Linked DNA regions of Sus scrofa: region 2 is linked to region 1. Evidence: chromatin contacts called from public Hi-C data. All regions are on one chromosome and are shown on one strand. The core of a region is the stretch at or near the end of the contact, and the rest is flanking DNA. Distances in the headings are between cores, read along the strand shown.

What was found. Hi-C and Micro-C count contacts between places; a contact is called where the count stands out from the background.
Region 2: a Hi-C map of liver shows a contact between it and region 1, with 12 times the contacts expected there. The contact joins the promoter of TMEM241 here to the promoter of C6H18orf8 in region 1. A contact is called at or near these places in 2 of 5 promoter capture datasets (fetal liver and liver), 16 of 47 Hi-C or Micro-C datasets (alveolar macrophages, blood, embryonic fibroblasts and 7 more) and 2 of 2 datasets of contacts at active chromatin or transcription factors (alveolar macrophages and skeletal muscle).

What each region holds. Positions count from the first base shown.
Region 1 is chr6:108,374,475-108,381,104 of Sscrofa11.1, forward strand. C6H18orf8 reads left to right here and starts at 2,289. Exons shown (of 18, transcript XM_021096181.1): 1 at 2,289-2,561; 2 at 3,412-3,488; 3 at 5,959-6,043. The coding sequence starts at 2,460.
Region 2 is chr6:108,327,123-108,333,734 of Sscrofa11.1, forward strand. It overlaps TMEM241 (transmembrane protein 241), which reads right to left and starts at 2,616. Exons shown (of 16, transcript XR_002345438.1): 1 at 2,448-2,616.

The DNA of each region.
Region 1 (6,630 bases), core at 1,039-3,538:
GGAACAGGAAAATGTTACTGCGGCTAAATGAGGAGAGAAAAGAAGAAAGGAGAGGGTGATAGACCAGGCATAGAGGAAGGGACAAAGGGCCGAGGATCCAGGAGATGGTGCAGAAAGGCAGGGAGTGGGATGGATTGACCACAGGAATGCTGGTAGGTGATGGCAGGAAGTGGTGGAAGGATGCTGTAATCCTGGTTAATAGATGACAGAGGCAGGTCAGGCACAGCCAGCTAGTAAGGGCCTTAAAGGAGCAAGTTTTGTTTTTCTTTTCTTTCCTTTGTTATTATTTTGTAGGGAGACGAATGCCTCCATCTTCCACGTGTAACCCCCCCAGCTCCCCTAACTCTTGGTCTCACCCCACCTCCTCTTGTCTGGATACTCCTCTTCTCTGCATATCCCATTTCCTTCCATGCCAAGATGCTTTGGTCCACTGTTCATAGACGTGGTCCTCCAACTCTGCCTCAGGGTCCCTGGGTTCTGCAAACTCCTGGCCACCACACCAGACTTGCATGGTTCTTACGCGAAGTAGAGTTGGAACAGCCTTGCTCTTACTTTCATTTAAAATACCTAACTCATCCCTACATCCTTCCACCCAGAGCCACCACTACCTCCATCCCTCTTCTCCCCTCAGAGGCAAGAATCTCCAGTACAGTTACGATGGATTTTTCGCTGGCTATCACCCTGTTCTCACTTCCCATTCTCACTTCCACCTCCCACCCCTGCAGCAATGATGTTCCTTTGGAAACACCCCTGGGGTAAAAACAGAGGCCACTTTTCAGTGCTCTCCTTAGCTCCCTTCTCGAAGACTTTGTCAAAGCGCACTGAACTTCCTCCAGAGACAAATCCCTCCCTGGTTTTCTGTCTACTTCCCTGGCAGGCTCTCCTCATTCTCCTTTACCAATTCCTGGACCTGGCCTCTAAAGGTTGGTTTTGTGTGTGTGTGTGTGTGTGTGTGTGTGTGTGTTTCATTCTCCTGTCATAGTAGAGCCTTTGCAATACCATGGCTTCAAATACCATGTATATTCCAATAACTCCTAATGTCTATCTCCAGTTCTGTCACTCTTCTGATGAGCTTTAGGCCTATATATCCTAGTTGTGTAGCTGTCATTTCTCCTTGGATTCACATGTCCAAAACTCAACTCCTGATATTCCCTGCCAAACTTCTCAAGCCTCATATCTTTTTTTTTTTTTTTTTTTTCTTTTTAGGGCTGCACCACTGCACATGGAAGTTCCCAGGCTGGGGGCTGAATTGGAGCTACAGCTGCCAGCCTACACCACAGCCACAGCAACACCAGGTCTGGAATCTACACCACAGCTCATGGCAATGCTGGATCCTTAACCCACTGAGCGAGGCCAGGGATTGAACCCACATCCTCATGCATCCTAGTCGGGTTCATTACCGCTGAGCCACAACGGGAACTCCAAGCTTCAATATCCTAATGGTGACAAAATCCATCAGGTGGGAGTTCTTGTAGTGGCTCAGCGGTAACCCGACTAGTATCCATGAGGATATGGGTTTGATTCCTGGCCTTGCTCAGTGGGTTAAGGATCCGGGTGTTGTGGTGAGCTGTGGTGTAGGTCGAAGACCTTCTGGAACCCCAAGCTGCTGTGGCTGTGGCTAGGCTGGGAGCTGCAGCTCTGATTAGACCCCTGGCCTGGGAACTTCCATATGCTGCCGGTGCAGCCCTTTAAAAAAAAAAAAATCCATCATGTTGTTGAGAATAGACACTTAGGTGTCATTCGTGATCTTCCCTTCTTGCCTTCCAGCTCTGTCTCTATCCCTTGGAGAGGAGCTTCCACACCTACTCCCCACTAAATGTCAAAGCCATCAAAAATGGCTTTCTGACCCGCAATCTAAAAAACAGGTTTTCCCGTTGCCTGGTCACAGCATCTGGGTGCCGACCATAGCACTCATCTCCCTTACTAAGCTTCCAGAGGCAGGCTCAAGAAGCCCTCCCGAGAGAAAGGATGTTTTCTCCAGACCCGGTGTGTGGGTGCGGGGCAGCCCTGCCCCACGCGAGCATCAGGCCCTAAGCAAACTTCCCAAGACAGAGTAAGAGCCAAGCTTCGCTAACTCCAGGGTTAGTTTGGCTGGGATCCGCAACCCAGGAAACCGCCCTAGGCACCTGGGCTTCCGGGTTTACGCTGCAGTCTGCAGCCATCCGCACCCGGAAAGGGGAGGAGCCTCCCGAGCAGAAAGGGGCGTGGTCTCGGCTGGTGGGCCCCACCGCAGCGGGCGGGCCGGCCGTCGCCAGTTTAAGCGCGTAGAGCCGATGATCACGTGCTAGAGGCTGGGGGCGTGGCACCAGGAAGAAGCCTCCAGGCCCTTGAGGTCGCCACCTCCCCCGCTGTCCCCTTCGCCTCTGCTGCACAGCCGGTTTCCCAGCGCCCGGCACCTCTCACTCAGCTTCACGCTGGCGGCAGCCTCTGGATCCCCCGCCGCTGCCGCGGCTCCCGCTATGGGCGAGGAGAACTACTACCTGGAGCTGTGCGAGCGGCCGGTGCACTTCGAGAAGGCGAACCCGGTCAACTGCGTCTTCTTCGATGAGGCCAACAAGCAGGTTTGGGCAGGCCCTCGCCTTGTTCCCCGCGCAGCGCCGCGCGCCCTGCCGTCACCTCACCGGTGTCCCGCGCGTCGGGGCCGGGCGCCGGGCGACCAGGCCTTGGGCCTCCCCTGCAGTGCGGGCGCGGGACCCTCATCAGGCCTTTCCTGTGGGGTGGCCGAGGGACCAGGCTCCGCTGCGGCCGGGGCTTTCGCCCCCGAAGTGACAGCTCGGGTGGACACCCCCCCGCCGCACCGACCCTGCCCCCCCCCCCCCCGGCCGCTGTGGTCATCTATTAGCAAGCGGATCTTTCCCCGGCGCCGTTTGTTGTCTCTTTGCCATCCGTTCCGTTTCAAAGATTTAGATCCTCAGGTTTTCTTTATTACCGGAATTTAAAGGTAGGGGGAGTAGGGTGGCGGATAAGCAGGGTGTGCCTAAGTGCATCCGCGGCGCCTTTGCAGAGACGGATTAAAACTTGCAGCCTCCTCGGATGTCTAGTCACTTGTGATGGAACATGATGATGTGAGACAATAGAATGTGTACATGTATGTGTAACTGGGTCACCATGCTGTACAGTAGAAAAAAAATTGTGTTGGGGAAATAACAATTAGACAAAACGAAACAAAACACAAAAAAACCCACCTTGCAGCCTCTGGACCAACCCGGTCTTGCCCAGGAATGGTAGCCTCTTTTGGTCTCTATTTCTTAAAATTCATGCCGGCACCAGACATCTGCGATTGATACGTGCCGCGCGTTAGTTTAGTTGAACCAAGGTTGGGGTGTAGCAGAAATCATCATTACAGGTAGGTATGTGTGTCTAGAGCCTTTCAAAGTTCGAACCATTAACGTTGCTGCTTTTCCCTCTCAGGTTTTTGCTGTTCGATCTGGTGGAGCTACTGGCGTGGTAGTTAAAGGCCCAGATGACAGAAACCCCATCTCATTTAGGTATCTATTGACGTTTTCAGGATATTTCTATCTGGGAACAAGATGGTGTGTTTATTTTTGTTTCTCTTTCAAAAAAAGGTTTTAAATGTTGTGCTTTGTCTTCCCTAAGAGATCTTAAGTCTGTGTGGCGGCAGGGGTGGGGGGTGGGGTGGGAACGGATGGGGGCATGGGGATGGGGGGCACACCGCTATCTTTAGGAAGAGGAAAGCAGACACCTGCAGGGCAGTCTTGGTGGCATGCCCTAGCACTTCGTATGGAGTCCTTCCCTGTTGTTTTGGGATCCAGCTACACCAATGTAAGGCACCTACTTCCTGGCACTTGAAATTAACCATGCAGGGCATTGATGTGTCTGTTTCTGGTTTCTTGACAAAGGAGGGCCTGCATTTCCTCTTTTGGCCCAGGGTCTTTCCAGAGTGTTTGGGAGGCAGAGAAGATTTCTGGGTCATTGCTTCCCATGTCATAATGTATATTAAAATCTCAGCTTCCACTAGGCTGAAGGTGGCTGGATGCCCCAGTTTATGCAAGTTGAACCAGTGTAATTATGAATAGCAGCCCCTTTCACTTTCAGCAGTATCTCAATTTGGGTGATAAACTATCTGGTCACCTTAACCCTTGTGATTACAGAAGGGGAGAAAGTACAGTGTCGGCGCTCAATTCAGTGGTGACTTCGAAAACATTTTAAATTTGGCCCATGTTAATAGGAAACAGTTTTTGAAGTAGAAAATGAATCAGGAGTTCCCGTTGTGTCGCAGTGGTTAACAAATCCGACTAGGAACCATGAGATTTCAGGTTCGATCCCTGCCCTTGCTCAGTGGGTTAACGATCCGGCATTGCCGTGAGCTGTGGTGTAGGTTGCAGACACGGCTCGGATCCTGCGTTGCTGTGGCTCTGGTGTAGGCCGGTGGCTACAGCTCCGATTCGACCCCTAGCCTGGGAACCTCCATATGCTGTGGCAGCGGCCCAAGAAATAGCAAAAAAGACAAAAAAAAAAAAAAAAAAAAGAATCAGCTTCTTCTTGGCAAACACTGATCGCAGCCCCTGTGCTAGGCGCCAGGTATGTGAAGGCCTTTAGATTGCCTGGCCCCCTTTTGGAAAACTCATACCCTTAGTGTGGGAGGCTGGTAAGCGGACACATACTGTTTACTGTGGTAGATGCTATAATCGCGATCTGTTCAGATTGTGACCTCACAGAAGACATGGACGTTTATCCTCAGGTGGCCTGGGGAGAACCACTACCCAGGAGGCTTTTTTCAAGCTTTGAGCAAGACTTGAAAGGGAGGATTCTGGGCAGAGGAGAGAGGAGGCTCCCAGATGGAGAGAAAAGGAGGCAGGCAGGCATCATGAGTTGTGGGGACCCCAAGTTCAAACCTAACTGAAGATTAGGTTTCATGCAGGGAAGGGGTGGGTGGTGCTGTGGCCATTGGCAGTGGTGGACTCAAACGTCTATATTCTGCTGTGGAATTCAGTCTTTCTCTTGTTACTGAGGATAAAGTTGGGGCGTGGCACAGAGGTCACTCTTTGGGAAGAGCACACTGTTGCAGCATTGAAGCTTGATTAGTTGGGAATCTGTCAGAGTCAGGATACTATTAAGAGACGGTTGCTGTAGTCTGAGCAGGTGCGGTGAAGACCAGCCTGAAGGCAGTGTAGATGGGCATCGACTCGGTGGTTGCTTGGGTGTGGAAAGTTGAGGCCATGATGATCCAGACTGGGGAGGCTCAGGAAGGCTTGAGCGGGGCAGGGACTCGGGGGAGATGCTAAATTTACCCTCTTTTAAAAACGTTTATTTTGAATAGCTTTATTATGTTCTAATTATCATTAACTGCATATGTTTGACATGCAATTGATGGGTTTTGACATGGGTGTCCATGAAACCATCCCCACAATCAAGACAGTGAACAACTCCTTTTCTCCAGGAGTTTCCTCTGTGACCCATCCCTTGGGTTCCCCAGGAACACCTGTTTGAGGCCTTTGTAAGACCCAGGGGGAGCCGTCCTGGGCAGTGCAGCCTGTTGGCTATTGGGCCGGAAAGAGTAGATACTTCTTTCAAAAGCGCTGCTGTACTTAAATCAAAAATAAATAAACAAATAGTTCACAGCTGCTAGCATCTCAAAAGAAAAAAAAAAGAAAGCGCTGATGTGAGGGTGATGGAGAGAGAGCAGCAGCCTGTGAAGGTTCCTGTGGGGGTATAGATTTATTTACATCTGAAAGGAGCCTCAGGTGAAAGTGAGGTCTCAATTCTTCAATCACTTGTTGCTTGCAGTTCTGTCGATTTCTCCAGCCACTTGTTGAAAAGGACTTTGTTATTTGAAAAGAGGTCTGACTGAGAGCTTCAGAAACATGGTTTGAATTTTCGACTAAGATTTGCTGCTTTCTGAATATTTAACTTGGCTTTTTTTTTCCCTCGCAAAATGATAGAAGCTAGAATGCAGTTAGGAAGTGTAAGCTCATAGCCTGTTCTTTCTTCTTAAAGGATGGAGGACAAAGGAGAAGTGAAATGCATCAAGTTTTCCTTAGAAAATAAGATATTGGCTGTTCAGAGGACCTCCAAGACCGTGGTAAGACATAGCTTTAAATATAGGGTGAAGAAATGAAATTGACCCAACATTGTAAATCAACTACACTTTAATAAAAAAAATTCAGATAAGTAAATATAGTATGAAGAAATGGACATTAGAGGTACATTTGGAAGAGAATGTGCTACAGAATATACAGTGTTAGAGGAACCATTATTTTCTTTTTCTTTCTTTCTTTAAATTTTTTTGTCATTTGACCTTTTAGGGCCATACCCACGGCATATGGAAGTCCCCAGGCTAGAGGTCTAATCGGAGTTGTTGCTGACGGCCTACGCCAGAGCCACAGCAATGCCAGACCCAAGCTGCATCTGCGCTGGATCCTTAACCCACTGAGCAAGGCCAGGGATCGAACCCACAACCTCATGGTTCCTAGTCGGCTTTGTTTCCACTACGCCACAACGGGAACTCCAGGAACCATTATTTTCCCTATCACGGAAGCTGTGGTTATGTTGTGTTGTATTTGAGCCTTTGGATTCTTGAAGATGAGAAGGACATTAGAATGGATAAATATTTATGGCCTTAGTTAGTCATTTTTGACTTGAAAATTTTCTTAAAGTAATTTCGAACAT
Region 2 (6,612 bases), core at 1,366-3,865, 47 kb before region 1:
TTTTCTATTTTTTTCTATAATTGAACACGAAGAACTTTTTAAAAGTCTAAGAACCATTAAATGCTTTTAAACAAGGACTCTTCTGATTCTTGGCATGATCTAAAAAGCACAAGAGACTGGTATTGGGGAAATTTACATTTCTATTTTTTCCTTCATGGATTAGTCAACACATAATTCCTCTTGCATGAGCTCCAAAATGCCCTAATTATGGCTCCCTGCCTGTCTATATTTGCTAGGTCTATATATACTAGGAATGGACTTTCATTCTTCTCTGAAGTCTATTTACTCACATCATTCAATATGTTCTTCTCCACTTTTACCTGCTATTTTCTTTGCAAAATGGAGACAGAGAAAGGATTAAGTGAGCCATCTGGCCACGTCCTGCACCGACCATAACAATCATGGAAATAACAAGTGCTCATTTATTGTGTGCTGAGCTTTGTCCTAGATACTGAGGGAGACAGAAAATGCTGAAGCTCTCACCTCACTTTGCTAAAGAATAGTGAACAAAACCATGGGAAAAGAAATCTCTGATAAATGGAATCTAAGTCCTAACCATCTCTCCTTTCAGCAGCCCCTCAAGCCTCTGAAGAGCGTTGCCCAGAGCAAAATGCTATGTGGTAGAAAAACAGGGAGCAGTTCTCAAGGAAAAGAAAGAACAAGGTGGGAGCCTTTGAAAGGAGAGAAGACGTGGACTCTGTCTCTGGGCTAAACACTGTGAGGGGACAGAGAGGTAGCTGCCTGGGCTCTGGACCTGGTTACTGCTGGAACCTCTCACAGGATGGAGGAACAGGCCAGCCCTCAAGGGCCAGGAAAGCCAAACTACTTGCTGTTCAAACTTCAAACAAAAATCAACCATACTTTTAAATAATTTAAATAAATGTGCAAGGTGTTTTTTGTTTAGCGATTTTCTTTCTAGAAATAGAAAAGAGCGTGAGGAGAAAACTACACAGAGAAATATGAAAATAAAGAAACTAGCATAGAATCTTTTAAAAACGGGAAGAGCACATCCTCTACTGTAGACACAAAAAATTCTTCACAGAGTTCCCTGGTGGCTCAACAGGTTAAGGACCTGCTTAACCAGCAGTTGTCACTGCTGCGGCTCAGGTAGCAGCTGTGGCATGCATTCGATCCCTGGCCCAGGAACTTCTGTATGCCTCAGGCTCACCCAAAAACAAACAAACAAACAACAACAACAACAAAAAAAACTTAACTAACTTAAAAGAAAATTCACTTGGCAGAGACTAGAGGCAGGAGAACCTATGCTGTGCCCATGGCACAGCTCCTTTTCCGTCTGGCTTCCACCTGGCCCACCCTCACCTGCCTTGGCTGCCACAAGGAAGTGAACCTGTCCTGGTTGAAACAATGGCATAATCTAAAAGGTACAAAGTCCCTACCCAGGGACCTGTTATCAACCTCTCTCACCCCTACCTGGACCTGTATCTCCTCTCCACCACCTCGATCCCATCCCCTTTCTCTTTCCACAATCTCCTCAACTCTTTGCAGATCTGATTCAGCCCCTAGCCTGGGAACTCCCATAGGCTGCAGGTACAGCCCTTGAAAAAAAGTTTAAGAAAATGCTACCTGCTAATAGTTCTTTTCCAGAGAGCAAGAAGGTTTTGTTTTGTTTTTCCTTAAGCGGGAGTGGGGAGAGAGCAGTAGGACCTTACAGTGGGGGAAGGTGGTTCTAGGCCCCCTATCACCACTTTGGCTTGGTGTGACCCCAAAATCCTGAACAGGGGTGATGGCCCACCCTAGCTTACAGGGGTCCAACATTTCATTGCATGGTACCAAATCCAAGGCCAGCTTCTCCCTCCTAACAAAACAAAAAAATAGTACCACTGTCTTTTTGTCTCTTCATCAAAAGGGTTTTTATGACATTTACTTTAAATAAAGTTTACATTTTATTTTTTTAAATAGTTCCATAAACAACCCTTGAATATACTGGAAGTGCCTAAAATGGAGACTTAGAAAAAACAGGTTTGGGAATCAGTAATGTACAGTGGAGATGGATTGATATTTTCTATTTAGAGTCTTTTGGAGCCCTGCGGTTTCTGGGGCAGGAGCTGTTTAGAAGAGGAGGTAGGATGTGTGTGATTTCTTCTCCTACTCCTCCTCCTCCTCCTCCTCCTCGGGGGAACAGAAGCCAATTGTTTTTCTTTCCCTAAAAAGTAGCCCACATATCCAAAAAATAAGTTCCTGGCAATTCACCGGTCAAAATGACCAGTTTTCCAAGAGATGTAAAGGATGCACTACAGGACGAGAAACGGGGACAGTACCTCCCAATAATCCTACTTCTAAAAGAGCATGGTACACAGTCGTTTTCTTCTCCATCATCATTAGAAACAAATCAGATAAAAAGCTGGAGGCAGCATCTGTTCCACGTCCGATTTAGGGACTCATCCCCCACCGGCAATTATCACCACCCCGCACCGCTCCCGCCTCACCTTGTTCGTGAGGTAAGAAGCCAGGTAGCAGGTACAAAACGTGAGGCCGACCAGGCACCTCCTCATGCACATCTGCCAATGTGCACCCCTTCCCGGGGACCCCCGGGAACCCCAAAGCCGCCGCGGGAGCCGGCCAACGCCGCTACTGCCAGGACCGCCACGTGGGTGCTAACTCCGCCAATCCGCATGGGGACCGCCTCTTAAAGGGGCCTCCGCTCAGCAAGCTCCCCCCTCCCCCCGCCCCGTCGGCGGTGGGTAGGGCGGCACCCAGCTGCCCGGGACTGCAGGGGGCAATAAGAGAGGCTACGACAGCCTGTGGAGCAAGCATGGATCTTTGTTACTGCAGAAAAGTAGAAGAGGGGAAAAGAAGCAATTGACAAAACAATTCACAATCTATTACCATTCAAAAAAAAAAAAAGTGTTTATAGCGCTCTCTGATGGGACCAGAACGTTATTTGTGCTTTACTGAATTTTCCCAATTTTCTACACTGAGTCTGTATTACTTTAGCAAATGACACCCAAAAAAGCTAACAACAAAAGTATTATTTTAAAAGAAGGAAGACTGAGAGTGGAGGAAATATAACGAGTATAGTTTTTTCTGTAGGGGAAGTAAAAAGCCCTTTAAAATGTCCATAAAATAAATTCTTCAAGTACAAGCAAGCACAGCCGCTCTTCGTAGTCTCTAGCGTGGAAAAATTACCCACTTAGGCTTGGGGCCGATAATAGTAAGTATGCACGAAAACATACTGATGGACTTTGTCAGGATCTAGAGGTACAGGTGTCTCCACCTGTAGAAACATACAGATTTTTAGAAATAACCCAAACACCTGGAAACCTTCACTTTTTTAAATCAGTATTCCCAATGTGAAATTGCTTATCAAGCTATATTATCCAATACTAGATATATTGTCTCCACCTAAGACACAATTAAACTAAAAAGTTAGGATTTCCTCTACATTATTTTAGAAAACCTGTTTCAGAGCTAAATAGTCCTTACAAAGAAAATTTTCCCTAATAGAATTTGCTTGAAATTAATGGTTGTTATTTACCTGAGATTTCCCTGAGCTCTTTTAGGAGATGAATAAATTCGATTTGAGCCTTATTATTTCCTAGCTATTGGGTTTTTGTTTTGTTTTGTTTTGTCTTTTGTCTTTTTAGGGCTGCACCCACGGCATACAGAGGTTCCCAGGCTAGGGGTTGAATTGGAGCTGTAGCTGCCAGCCTATGCCAGAGCCACAGCAATGCTGGATCCAAGCCGCATCTGCAACCTATACCACAACTCACAGCCACGCAGATCCTTAACCCACTGAGTGAGGCCAGGGATCAAAGGGCAACCTCATGGTTCCTGGTCAGATTCGTTAACCCCTGAGCCACCACGGGAACTCCCCTAGTTATTGTTTAACTTGTTTTCTTTGACAAAATTTGTTTAGCAATCAGGAACAACCAGAAGTAAAGAACCACACAAGGGAGTTCCCGTCGTGGCGCAGTGGTTAACGAATCCGACTAGGAACCATGAGGTTGCGGGTTCGATCCCTGCCCTTGCTTACTGGGTTAACGATCCGGCGTTGCCATGAGCTGTGGTGTAGGTTGCAGAGGCGGCTCGGATCCCGCGTTGCTGTGGCTCTGGCGTAGGCCGGTGGCTACAGCTCCGATTCAACCCCTAGCCTGGGAACCTCCATATGCCGCGGGAGCGGCCCAAGAAATAGCAACAATAACAACAACAAAAAAGACAAAAAAAAAAAAAAAAAAAAAGAACCACACAAATAGAAGTTGACATTTGTAGCATAAGTGCTAATAGATCTTGCTAGGGGTATTGGTTTTTCCAAAACTGCATTATTTTGTTCCACAAAATGAACTAAATTAAGGCTGTATAAAATAAAATCATCGGGGCTTACACCAACAAACAAGCTGCTGTATATGACTAAGTTAGACCTTTTATATACAAAAAAAGTTTTAACTACTTTAGTGAGATCTTGAGCTCAAAGGGCCATAGTTAGAAATTTACTTTTTGAAAATTGATCTATAAGTACTCAATTAATGTTTATTGAATTAAAAAAAGAGGGGGTCTTGGATTAAACAATACCTTGTGGGTTCCTCCCCCCCACAAATCTTTCTTAATAATAAATTTTTTGACCACACAATGGAGAATTCTCAAAAATGGCAGAAGCAGCTGCATACATTTTGAAACTCCCTAAATTCCCCTTAAAATGTAATATCAATATCTCTTATGACTATGGATGCAAAAATCCTCAACAAAACACCTAGCAAATAGAATAAAATAGAAATATACACCATGACCAGTGATTTATCTCAGGAAATAAGGTTGGTTTAACATCTGAAAATCAATTAATTTAATACCAATAGAATAAAGGACAAAAATCACACCATCATCTCAGCAGAAACAGATAAGGCATTTGACACAATTCAACACCCTTCTGGGAGTTCCCTGAGGGTCAGACAGTTAGGCCTCTGTGCTTTCACTGTTGTGGCCCAGGTTCAATCCCTGATCTGGGAACTGAGATACCACATTCAAGCTGCTACACAAAACATAAATAAATGAAATAAAATTTCAACACCCTTCCATAACAAAAACACAAGAAGGAGTTCCCACTGTGACTTAGCAGGTTAAGAAACCAATTAGTATCTATGAGGATGCAGGTTTGATCCCCGGCCTCATTCAGTGGGTTAAGGATCCAGTGTTGCCATGAGCTGTGGCATAGGTAGCAAATGCGGCTCGGAGCTAGTCTTGCTGTGGCTGTGGTGTTGGCCAGCAGCTGCAGCTCTGATTCTACCCTTGGCCTGGGGAATTCCATATGCTGAGGATAAGGCCCTAAAAAAAATAAAATAAAATAAAAAATTCCATTTTGTTTCTCTGCAGTAATTAATAAGCTGATCCTAAAATTGAAATGGAAATTCAAAACAATCTTGAATAAGAAAAAGTTAAAAGACTCATAATTCTTGATCATGTTATCTGTCCAACTATATCTCACAGTTCTTTTTTGCTCCCATGGGAGAAATCCTAGGCAGTCACTAAATATTTGTTGATTGTCTGAAACAGCTGCTTGCAAAATAAACTTAACTGGTTTCAATAATGAAGACTAAAGAACTTTATTTCTGTTCCCTTTAGAGACCAAAGAATCTGCTGATCCCATGTGTTTAAGCAGTGCAAATTCGAGAATAGCTTTGTCTCTGCAGAGTACCAGTGAGTTTATCAACAGAGATGACAGGGATTAAAAACAGGAGCTAAATCTTTTAAACATTGTGCTTATTCCACTGCACAGCAAAATCATCATTACCTCATTCAAGAACTCGCTAGTAAATAACATAGGCCTACAGGCTCATATTGACAAACTGCATTTTTCCTATTAATAATATTTGTTAAATACTGGAGACAGTGTGGAGAAAAGGGAACCCTCCTACACTGCTGGTGGGAATGTAAGTTGGTGCAGCCACTACAGAAAACAGTGTGAAGGTTCCCCAGAAAACGAAACATAGAACTACCATATGATCCAGAAATCCTACTCCTGGGCATGTATTCAGACAAAACTATAATTCAAAAAGGTACATGCACCCCTATGTTTATAGTGGCACTATTCACAATAGCCAAGATGCAAAAACAACCTAAATGTCCATGCATCAGTGAGTGGATAAAGTAGATGTGGTACATATACACAATGGAATACTACTACTCAGCCTTAAAAAAGAACAAAATCTGTAGCAACATAGGTGCTATCATACTAAGTGAACTAAGTCAGAAAGAGAAAGACAAATATCACATGATATCACTTATATATGGAATATAAAATATGACACAGAATAAACCTATCTATGAAACAGAAACAGACTCACAGACAGAGAACAGACTCATGGTTGCCAAAGGTGGTGGGGAGGGATAGACTGGGAGTTTGGGGTTAGTAGAGGCTAACTATTGTATATAGGATGGATAAACAAGGTCTTACTATATAGCATGGGGAATTATATTCAATATCCTGTGATAAACCATAATGGAAAAGAATGCAAAAAAGAACATGTGTATGTATAACTGAATCACTGTGCTGTATAGCAGAAATTAACACAACAGTATAAATCAACTGTACTTCAATAAAAATATTATTTATTAGTGTCAAATTTGTAAATTTCTATCATCCTTTATAGGGAGCACATA